Regions from separate parts of the Zea mays genome. Here region 1 is linked to region 2. A link is a contact called in public Hi-C data. All regions are on one chromosome and are shown on one strand. The core of a region is the stretch at or near the end of the contact, and the rest is flanking DNA. Distances in the headings are between cores, read along the strand shown.

Region 1 (5,636 bases), core at 2,683-5,182, 120 kb before region 2:
ATCATTCAGGATGGCAGCCTTGCACAGCCCGTCAGCCTCTGTGGTTCTACCCTCAGGGCTTCCCATGGTTGCCATGCACAGTACATGGCAAACATGGGTTCTGTTGCATCGCTTGTGATGTCAGTCACTATAAACGACGATGAGGAGGAAGATGGGGATACCGACAGTGACCAACAACCGAAAGGCAGGAAGCTGTGGGGGCTGGTCGTCTGCCATCATACAAGCCCGAGGTTTGTCCCTTTCCCGCTAAGGTACGCTTGCGAGTTTCTCTTGCAAGTATTTGGCATACAGCTCAGCAAGGAGGTGGAACTGGCTGCTCAGGCAAAGGAGAGGCACATCCTCAGAACGCAAACCCTTCTTTGTGATATGCTCCTGCGGGATGCTCTTGTTGGGATATTTACCCAGTCACCTAATGTGATGGATCTAGTAAAGTGCGATGGAGCTGCATTGTATTATCAGAACCAGGTTTTGGTGCTCGGATCAACACCGTCCGAGTCAGAGATTAAGAGCATTGCCACATGGCTGCAGGAGAACCATGATGGTTCAACTGGGCTGAGTACTGACAGCTTAGTGGAAGCGGGTTATCCTGGTGCTGCTGCACTCCGTGAAGTCGTGTGTGGCATGGTGGCCATTAAGATCTCTTCCAAAAATTTTATCTTCTGGTTCCGATCACACACAACAAAGGAGATCAAGTGGAGTGGGGCTAAGCATGAACCGTTTGACGCAGATGACAATGGCAGGAAGATGCATCCACGATCTTCATTCAAGGCCTTCTTGGAGGTGGTTAAATGGAGAAGTGTTCCCTGGGAGGATGTTGAAATGGATGCTATCCATTCTTTGCAGTTAATATTACGTGACTCCCTGCAAGGTGAAGATGCCAACAGAAACAACATCAGGTCCATTGTAAAAGCTCCATCTGATGATATGAAGAAGTTACAGGGGCTACTTGAACTAAGAACAGTTACAAACGAGATGGTCCGCTTAATTGAGACAGCAACTGCCCCTGTCTTGGCTGTTGACATTGCCGGTAACATAAATGGATGGAACAAAAAAGCTGCAGAACTAACAGGGTTACCTGTAATGGAAGCCATAGGGAGGCCTCTGATAGATCTTGTTGTTGCTGATTCTGTTGAAGTGGTTAAGCAGATTTTGGACTCAGCTTTACAAGGTTTGTCACTATGCTTTCAGTCGATCTTTTTGTGGTTCCCAGCTTAATCTGAACGTGTCCATTTTTTTCTATGACAGCTTAGTGTCTCCTTGTGTTTCAGGAATTGAAGAGCAAAATCTGGAAATCAAGCTTAAAACATTCCATGAACAGGAGTGTTGTGGTCCAGTTATCTTGATGATTAACTCCTGCTGTAGTCGGGATCTTTCAGAGAAAGTCATTGGAGTTTGCTTTGTAGCACAAGATTTGACCAGGCAGAAGATGATTATGGATAAGTATACTAGGATACAAGGAGACTATGTTGCCATAATAAAGAACCCCAGTGAGCTCATCCCTCCCATATTTATGATCAATGATCTTGGTTCCTGCTTAGAGTGGAATAAAGCTATGCAGAAGATTACTGGTATGAAGAGGGAAGACGCGATAAATAAGTTGTTAATTGGGGAGGTCTTCACGCTCCATGATTATGGCTGTAGGGTGAAAGATCATGCTACTCTAACGAAACTTAGCATACTGATGAATGCAGTGATTTCTGGTCAGGATCCAGAGAAGCTCCTGTTTGGTTTCTTCGGCACAGGTGGGAAGTATATTGAATCCTTGCTGACAGTGAACAAGAGAACAAATGCTGAGGGTAAAATCACTGGCGCTCTTTGCTTTCTGCATGTGGCTAGCCCAGAGCTTCAGCATGCTCTTGAGGTCCAGAAAATGTCTGAACAAGCTGCTACAAACAGCTTTAAAGAATTAACTTACATTCGTCAAGAATTAAGGAACCCACTCAATGGCATGCAATTTACTTATAACTTATTGAAGCCTTCCGAATTGACAGAGGATCAGCGGCAACTTGTTTCATCTAATGTTCTGTGTCAGGACCAGCTGAAAAAGATTTTACATGACACTGATCTTGAAAGCATTGAACAGTGGTAAGTTCTGTATTGTCCGAATCATCTGTAGCAATGTTGATTTAATTATTTGTGTCGTTTTTGTGGCAGTTCTAGAAGGGATCTATAAACAGCATACACTATACATAAAGATATATACTTGCTTTCATATTCACATGATTAGAATTGCTCAGACATGAATTTTTTGTTCATTGTACTAATGCTTTGTAGTGCTAAAGATGTATACATATGAAAAGGCTGACCAGTTCAGTTATACATGCATGGCAATTTTTTTAAACTATTGGTAAACAAATTCTTGCTGTTACAGCTATATGGAGACGAACACAGTAGAGTTCAACCTTGAGGAAGCTCTGAATACGGTCCTGATGCAAGGCATTCCTTTGGGCAAGGAAAAACGTATTTCTATTGAACGTGATTGGCCTGTGGAAGTGTCACACATGTACATTTACGGGGACAATATAAGGCTTCAGCAGGTCCTAGCAGATTATCTGGCTTGCGCCCTTCAATTCACACAACCAGCTGAAGGACATATCGTGCTCCAGGTCATTCCCAAGAAGGAAAACATTGGGTCTGGCATGCAGATTGCTCATTTGGAATTCAGGTAATACGGCACTCTCATCTTGGTCTTTCGATAGCTGTTCTTGAACTGAAAGGATGATTTGACAAATAAGTGAACTACTAAATTGTACATCTAGTTTCTATTAACTCAGCACAACTCCAACATTTGTCTCTTGTAAATAACTTTCGCAGTGCTCCTAATTGTGTTAGTTATAATCCACGAAAAGGATTGTATGTTGACAAGGAACAGATAAGACCTAATGCTAGCAAATTCACTTCTGAACATCTTAACTCCTAAAAAAAATTCGACCTTCTCACGTAGGTCAAGAAAACCCTGAACCCCTGTCACATCCATACAAAGTGATATTATAGCCCATGTGAGAACGACCGGGACCGGTCCTTAGACCTCTGCTTACTCAGCTTAAAATTCGCTCCCACGAGGAGTCGAATCTATCCTGGTCACTGCACCAGCCAAGATGCAGTGATACATGTCACTTCAGGCATGTAGTTACACTTTGCAGTTTGAAACAATGGAAATGATCCCTGTGTAAAATTGGCGCTATCCCTGCCATTCTATATACACTGCAATGTGGCGAATGCGAGTATTGGTGGTGATGGGAGCTGTGTAACTGATTGACTCAATGTGCAGGATTGTCCATCCAGCTCCAGGCGTTCCAGAGGCCCTGATACAGGAGATGTTCCAGCACAACCCAGGGGTGTCCAGGGAGGGTCTCGGCCTGTACATAAGCCAGAAGCTGGTGAAAACGATGAGCGGCACGTTGCAGTACCTACGAGAAGCCGACACCTCTTCGTTCATCATCCTGATAGAGTTCCCGGTCGCCCAGCTCAGCAGCAAGCGGTCCAAGCCTTCGCCAAGTAAATTCTGACACTGATGCTCCTGGAACTGCAGTGACGGTTCGGCCGTGTCAAATTCTCGGGTGTAGGGTGTACCTCTGGCCAAGTGACTGATATTCTGAAAAACATACGGACTTCTAGTATAGGAGAAGAGGAATCCTAATCCTAGTAATTATATCTTAGTAGATATGTGCTTAGTCTCTTGTTAATTTTTTGTCTTGAGAGGACTATATATACTGATAAAGTGATAATTTATTCAGAGAATAAAGAATGGGCTCCATGCTTTGTCTATGTATTCTCTTCTTGAGGGCAATTTACGCCTCTTGAGAAGGGTGGCTTCGTTGTTGGGCTCTTGAAGGCCCACGCAGTCCAACGGAGCCCACTAAGCCTAATTCTGTTTCTTCGCGATCGATTAGCTGATTAGCTCCATGGCGGCTTCGAAAAAATCAAAATAAAAAACTAGCGCCATGGCGGGGAGGGATAAGAGGCGACGAGCGGCGCCGCTCGAAGGCGACGAGCAGCAGTTGCGGCGGAGGCTGGAGGAAGCGGCGCTCCTCCTCCGCAGGATCAAAGGTTTTGTTACTCATCTCCTCGATCGCCTGCCCTTAAATCTTCCCTCTCTCCTGTAGCGTCTGGAGCTGACGCGCGGTTGGGGATGGTGCAGGGCTTGTGCGCTGGATCGTCGAAGAGGTTGCCGCCGGCCGCTCCCCGTCTATAGTGCTCCACCGGTACCGGAACTATTGCTCCTCCGCCGACTCTGCGTCCCCGTCCCCATGGTTTAGCTTCCGCGCCCGCTCCCGGGATCATCTCCTTCCCGACCAATTCACCGTCACATCCCTCGAACAATTTTCACCCAAATGTGTGACATCCGTAGACCCTGGGCGCGCGCTCGTGCGTGATTGCAGTGCCTGCAGCTACGACATCCCCGTCGGCACGGACGTCCTCTCTCTGCTCCACAAGGACTACCACACCTCCCGCCTCAGTACGAATACATCTAAATCTTTGCATTTATGTGATCACACTAATTACTTTCTGATGCGTTGTTCATGCGTAGATGTGCTCCTGAGGGTGCTGTTCGTGGTGCAGCAGCTCCTGCAGCAGAACAAGCACTGCTCCAAGAGGGACATCTACTACATGTACCCCTCCATCTTCGTAGGTCTGTGCTCAGTAGGTGCAATGTTTGCTCCTCATTCCATTATACGGGATTACTAGAATTTGCACATATCTTGGCTCCCTGCAGAAGTAGCAGTTGTTGACCGTGCCATCAACGATATCTGCATACTCTTCAAGTGCAGCCGGCACAATCTCAACGTGGTAGGTCCATAGGTGCCACTAGTCTGCTGTCTTCCCTGAAGCTTCCATTGTGTATTGTAGAAAGGACTTGTGCCATCAACGATATTTGCTCCTTCACTAATATGCAGCACCATGACTATTACATACTGTCTTAATTTCATAACCTTTTATCTGACTGAATACTGTGCTCCCTTGGCTCTCTGCAGGTTCCTGTAGTGAAAGGGTATGAACTGTCATAGAGTTGAAGCTCTGAAGATATGTCCGTTTGTTATTCTTCTATTATTTTACAACGCTTCATTTTTTTATAACTTAAATAAACCCGTTTTTTTTTGTTCCTTAATCATCCTGTGTGCTTCTCACCATTATATAAAGAAAGATGATTTGGATGTGTTTGATGAGCTAGTGGGGTTGGGAACCTGGGATACCGTTCTTTCAATGTAGTCTTAGCCGTATAGGTTTATGCATATGAAGAGGAGGAAGAAATGATGCCATGATGGATCTGTTGTTCTTCCCAGTGTCAGTTCACAACTTTGAGATATATTTTTTTTGATACAGAACATGTCTGAATTCATGAAGAGTTCTCTTTGGTTTATCTGAATAAAAAATCAATATAGCATAAGTGTTAACTAAATTCACTATAGGAATTTGGAAATTCTATATGATTTCCGTATTACACTTGCTGTTACTTGCATTGTTTTTGCTAGGTTTGCGATGTTATATTCATAGAACTATTTGTTATTTATTCAGTTGTTTAATTGTGTGCACATGTCTATTCCCTTCATTATCCTAGTTTGGTGATGGGCTGGATAAGATTTATGGAGGGCGAAAAGAAAGTGTATTGTATAACAAGCGTCAATGCTGTAAGC
Region 2 (5,769 bases), core at 2,842-5,341:
GGATTTCTTAAGCTCTCTTTGTTTGAACCCTTTCTTGGTCTTTTTATTGGTCTATTGTGAACTTTTGGCACCTGTAAAACTTATAGACTAGAGCAAACTAGTTAGTCCAATTATTTGTGTTGGGCAATACAACCACCAAAATCAATTTAGGAAAAGGTGTAAGCCTATTTCCCTTTCACTTCCTCAATGGACCAATCAAGGAAGAGGTCTATGTTGAGCAACCTCCCGGCTTTGAAGACAGTGAGTATCCTAACCATGTTTATAGACTCTCTAAGGCGCTTTATGGGCTCAAGCAAGCCCCAAGAGCATGGTATGAATGCCTAAGAGATTTTCTTATTGCTAATGGATTCAAAGTCGGAAAAGCCGATCCTACACTCTTTACTAAAACACTTGCAAATGATTTGTTCGTATGCCAAATTTATGTTGATGATATCATATTTGGGTCTACTAACGAATCTACATGTGAAGAGTTTAGTAGGATCATGACTCAAAAATTCGAGATGTCTATGATGGGGGAGTTGAAGTATTTCTTAGAATTTCAAGTGAAGCAACTCCAAGAGGGCACCTTCATTAGCCAAACGAAGTACATTCAAGACATTCTAACCAAGTTTGGGATGAAGGACACCAAGCCCATCAAGACACCCATGGGAACCAATGGGAATCTCGACCTCGACACGGGAGGTAAATCTGTCGATCAAAAGGTATACCGGTCGATGATAGGTTCTTTACTCTATTTATGTGCTTCACGACCGGATATTATGCTTTCCGTATGCATGTGTGCAAGATTCCAAGCCGATCCTAAGGAAGCTCACCTTAGGGTCGTAAAACGAACCTTGAGATATTTAGTTTATACTCCTAAGTTTGGCTTTTGGTACCCCAGGGGATCCACATTTGATTTAATTGGTTATTCCGATGCCGATTGGGCAGGGTGCAAAATTAATAGAAAGAGCACATCTGGGACTTGTCAGTTCTTGGGAAGATCTCTGGTGTCTTGGGCTTCAAAGAAGCAAAACTCTGTGGCTCTTTCAACCGCCGAAGCCGAGTATATTGCCGCAGGCCATTGTTGCGCGCAATTGCTTTGGATGAGGCAGACCCTTAGGGACTATGGTTACAAATTAACCAAAGTTCCTCTTCTATGTGATAATGAGAGTGCAATCCGCATGGCGGATAATCCCGTTGAGCATAGCCGCACTAAACACATAGCCATTCGGTATCATTTTCTAAGGGATCACCAACAAAAGGGGGATATCGAGATTGCATATGTTAGCACCAAAGAACAATTAGCCGATATCTTAACCAAGCCATTGGATGAACAAACTTTTACCAAACTTAGGCATGAGCTAAATATTCTTGATTCTAGAAATTTTTATTGATGTTTTGCACACATAGCTCATATGTATACCTTTGATCATCTCTTTCATGTGCTATGACTAATGTGTTCTTTCAAGTCCACTTCATGCTAAGTCATAGATTGAAAGGGAAAAGGAGTCTTCGGCGAAGACAAGGCTTCCACTCCGCTCCATCGAATCATTCATCCTTCGCCGTCGCTCCACACTAACTCTCCAACTTTGGTATAATCTTCACTCCTTTACTTCCATCCAAAGGGGGAGAGAGTAGTTTAAAAGGGCTTATATTTCACTCGAGCATCCGTTTTTGGCGATTCATGCCAAAGGGGGAGAGAGTATTAGCCCAAAGCAAAAGGACCGCACCACCACCAATTTCAAAAAATATAGTCTTTTAATTGGTGTTAAAAGAAGTTTTTCAATTGGTATCTTATTTTGATATAATTTCAAATTGATATATCCTCTTCAATATTAATGTCTAAAACCCTCTTGAACACTAAGAGGAGGATTTCATTAAGGGGGAGTTTTGTTTAGTCAAAAGAAAAGCATTTGAACCAAGGGGAGAAAATTTCAAAACTTGAAAATGCTTCTCGAAAAATCTTATTCATTTACCTTTGACTATTTGCAAAAGAACTTTGAAAAGAATTTCCAAAACATTTTGCAAAACAAAACATGTGGTGCAAGCATGGTCCAAAATGTTAATAAGAAGAAAAGTCATCCATGCGCATCTAGTAAGTAATATTTACTGGTTTCATTCCAAGCAACCTTTACACTTACATTATGCAAACTAGTTCAATTCTGCACTTCCATATTTGCTTTGGTTTGTGTTGGCATCAATCACCAAAAAGGGGGAGATTGAAAGGGAAATAGGCTTACACCTTTTCTTAATTGATTTTGGTGGTTGAATTGCCCAACACAAATAATTGGACTAACTAGTTTGCTCTAGATTATAAGTTTTACAGGTGCCAAAGGTTCACAATAGATCAATAAAATGACCAAGAAAGGGTTCAAACGAAGAGAGCAAAAGACAACCGAAGCGTGCCCTGGTCTGGCACCGGACTGTCTGGTGTGCCACCGGACAGTGTCCGGTGTACCAGGGAACTCAGCTCCAAACTCGTCACCTTCGAGAAAATCAGAGGGCGCTCCGCTATAATTCACCGGACTGTCCGGTGTGCCAGCGGAGCAACGGTTACTTCAGCGCCAACGGTCGACTGCAGCCGCATTCAATGCGCTACAGTGCGCGTTAGAGTCAGAGCAGCGTCAGAAAGCGCACCGGACAGTCTACAGTGCTTGTCCGGTGCACCACCGGACAGCCAGAAGACCCCACCTGTCAGAGCTCCAACGGTCGAACCCTAACGGCTGGGTGACGTAGTTGGCACACCGGACAGTGTCTGGTGGCGCACCGGACTGTCTGGTGCGCCCGTCGACAGCAGCCTCCACCAAATGGCTAGTTTGGTGGTTGGGGCTATAAATACCCCAACCACCCCACCATTCATTGCATCCAAGTTTTCTACCTTTCAACACCTTACAAGAGCTATAACATTCAATTCTAGACACAACCAAAGAGATCAAATGCTCTCCTAAGTCCGGAATCACTCCAAATCAAATAGTGACTAGAGAGAGTGACATTTGTGTTCATTTGAGCTCTTGCGCTTGGATTGCTTCTTTTCTTTCTCATTCTTTCTTGTGAACACTCAATTGTAACCAAGGCAAGAGACACCAATTGTGTGGTGGTCCTTGCGGGGACTTAGTGTCCCGTGTGATTGAGAAGAGAAGCTCACTCAGTCTAAGTGACCATTTGAGAGAGGGAAAGGGTTGAAAGAGACCCGGTCTTTGTGACCACCTCAACGGGGAGTAGGTTTGCAAGAACCGAACCTCGGTAAAACAAATCCTTGTGTCTCACTCCTTATTTGGTTGCGATTTGTTTTTCACCCTCTCTCTCGGACTCGCTTATATTTCTAACGCTAACCCGGCTTATAGTTGTGGTTAAGTTTATAAATTTCAGATTCGCCCTATTCACCCCCCTCTAGGCGACTTTCAGGTCGGCCCGGCCCGGCCCGACCTGTTTAGGCCCGCTGCGGGTCGGGCTCGGACAGGAAATCAAGCCGCGGGCTTAGAAGGCCCGGCCCGGTTTTCTAACCGGGCCTAAAACGGGCCGGGCTTCACCGGGCCCGGGCCGGGCGGCCCGTTTGGCCATCTCTAACCCTACCCAAATGTATAGCTATAGTCATCGGTGCATAAACAATCAATGTAGTGCACCACTAATCCATCCGACATGGATGTTTACATATATATTCGATAGCGCACATGCAGTATAATCAGCTTCTGCTGCGGGGACACCTAGGTCTGGAGCCATGAAAGGTAACCACTTGTCTGGTAATGATGATAACAAGGCTATCTCCAGCAATAACGTACAAACAGACATGCAAAATACTTATAGTGTAGAGTTTAAAATAAGTAATATATGAAGGCCGCCAGAAATAGGACGGAGGGAGTAAAGCAGGTTCCACCATGTTCTTTTGGGCCACCAGCAGCGATGACGCCGGCTCTGGGTTCCCCCGGGAACAGATATCTGTTTGATTGCACGTCTGACAGATCTGAGAGCAATCTGACCGAAGGATGGGACTCTGACGCTGATGATGGCTCTGATTTGTGAGATTCTGGATGACAGCGCCAGTACAGTACAGCCCGTGAGATGTCGGAGATGGCTGCGCTGGTACAGCCGTGAGATGTCGGAGACGGCTACATGTTTCCATGAGTGTAAAGGAATGCTGAGCTACTGCAATCGCATCACGTGCTTGGTTGCAGATACAGCCGGCTAAAACCGTGTCGAGCAGTTACCTATATAGTCATCTAAAACATTGTTTTGCATTATAGACTGTATTGTTCATAAAGTGTGATTTAAATATTGTTATGTGGATGATTAAGCTGTTGGTGATAGCCTAAAAACTCGGAGCATCTCTTTGGTACAGAATGCCATCCGGATCAGAGTGTCTTGGTTTTACAGGGCTGCAAGCAAGCATGTATTTCAAAATAGTACTGGTAGTACAAAGGAAGGCCCTGGGCAAGCTCAAAAGTAGTGCTCTACGGGTGTCAATGGTCCTTCTGTGCCAAATGCCGAAGGTGTGCAAAATAAATACGGGCAGGTCAAAGGATGACCATGACCATGACCAGTCTTCAGTGCTAAATGTCAAGGAACGCTCAATGGTTGGTTCTGAAAAAGCTTCACAAAGGGTTCAATCGCCTTGCCCGGATGAGAACTCTGCCTATAGCTTTGCTTTTGCAAAAACATTTTTCCTGGGATCTTGTCAGCGGACAGGAATGATGGAAGTCCTCAGATTTCTGTCAGTACTCTTGAAATGATTGATGAGAAAAATACCTGAAGATGTATTTTCACAAAAAAAAAAAAGAGGATCAGGCTTCCTAGAACACAAACATTTATTCTGCTCAAGAGAATGTTCCTGTCAAAGGTAAGGATTGGCTTCAAGATCTTGAGGAATTAGGGCGGTTTGCTTCAGTGATTGGTCGACGTTAAAAACACAAAGAAACTGTTGGGTACAAGCGGCAATTACAAATACAGGTACAGTTTTTCGCTACCTGTACTGGAAATATGTGACGATATGCATGGATTTGAGAACATAACATCCAGCACTCTGTATTTAATGTGATTTCAGTTGTGGTGGGATCATGCTTGCCTGTATATATGTCTGTGGAAATTATTTCCTACTCCTAGGTGTAGCTACTCTCATGTGTATAAATTTATGGTGTATATGGCCTGACCAAATGTATAAGATATGATCATACTAGACCATCTACTGTAGTATGTATGTCAAATATCAAAAAATATACAAGCACTTATTTTTATATATACTAATACTATTATAGCATATTAAAAAATACAGGCTCTTTTAGAAAAAAAATACTACCTCCGTTCTTAAATATTTTTCACCTACTAGTTTATTTTTGAACTAAAACATGATAAATAAAAAATAACGAAAGGAGTACACAATAAGGTTTCAAGTAAATGAGTATGCAGACAGATCGCATACGCAATGCATGAAGGATCAAGAACGTCTTATGGTCATGAAAATGGAATATTTGATGCTGCACATATACTGATGCGTAAAGTACTCGTGCGGCCGCCCCAGCGGAAATGGTGATTAACACATTGCAGATTTGATACTTACATATATAGACATACATTGGTAAAAAAAGATACGGCAAACCCACTGCTGCTGCTCTCGCGATCACGATGATACTATACTGCACCAGGCGGATAAACGGGAAGAGTTGCTGAAACCTTCAGCTGCTCAGGTGGCTAAGCATCCATGGTGGTAGTCCAACGCGAGCCTGTGGCTGCGCTGCTGCACCTTCCACCAACCTCCCGCCTGCTGCCACAGGAAAAATGCTGCAAAGAAACGGACAC

What was found. Hi-C and Micro-C count contacts between places; a contact is called where the count stands out from the background.
Region 1: a contact with region 2 is called in a Hi-C map of tassel, with 3 times the contacts expected there. The contact joins the promoter of LOC100279325 here to the enhancer-like site in region 2. A contact is called at or near these places in 20 of 25 Hi-C or Micro-C datasets (bundle sheath, ear, leaf and 5 more).

The regions. Positions count from the first base shown.
Region 1 is chr5:7,556,547-7,562,182 of Zm-B73-REFERENCE-NAM-5.0, reverse strand. LOC100279325 (meiotic recombination protein SPO11) reads left to right here and starts at 3,932. Exons shown (of 15, transcript NM_001360965.1): 1 at 3,932-4,050; 2 at 4,142-4,253; 3 at 4,383-4,459; 4 at 4,532-4,633; 5 at 4,718-4,791; 6 at 4,977-4,993; 7 at 5,561-5,630. The coding sequence starts at 3,945. It overlaps LOC100192976 (phytochromeC2), which reads left to right. Exons shown (of 4, transcript NM_001138150.1): 1 at 1-1,168; 2 at 1,269-2,085; 3 at 2,372-2,665; 4 at 3,272-3,509. The coding sequence ends at 3,509.
Region 2 is chr5:7,438,718-7,444,486 of Zm-B73-REFERENCE-NAM-5.0, reverse strand. LOC542032 (m15 protein) reads right to left here. Exons shown (of 8, transcript NM_001111677.2): 8 at 5,487-5,751. The coding sequence ends at 5,646. Among protein-coding and RNA genes, the nearest start is that of LOC542032, 20 kb to the right of the region's middle. Within about 2 kb of position 4,091, at least 11 of the 20 cell types and tissues checked have an H3K27ac peak or open chromatin away from gene starts, as enhancers often do. A contact at or near this core is called in ear, root tip and tassel, where this site is marked.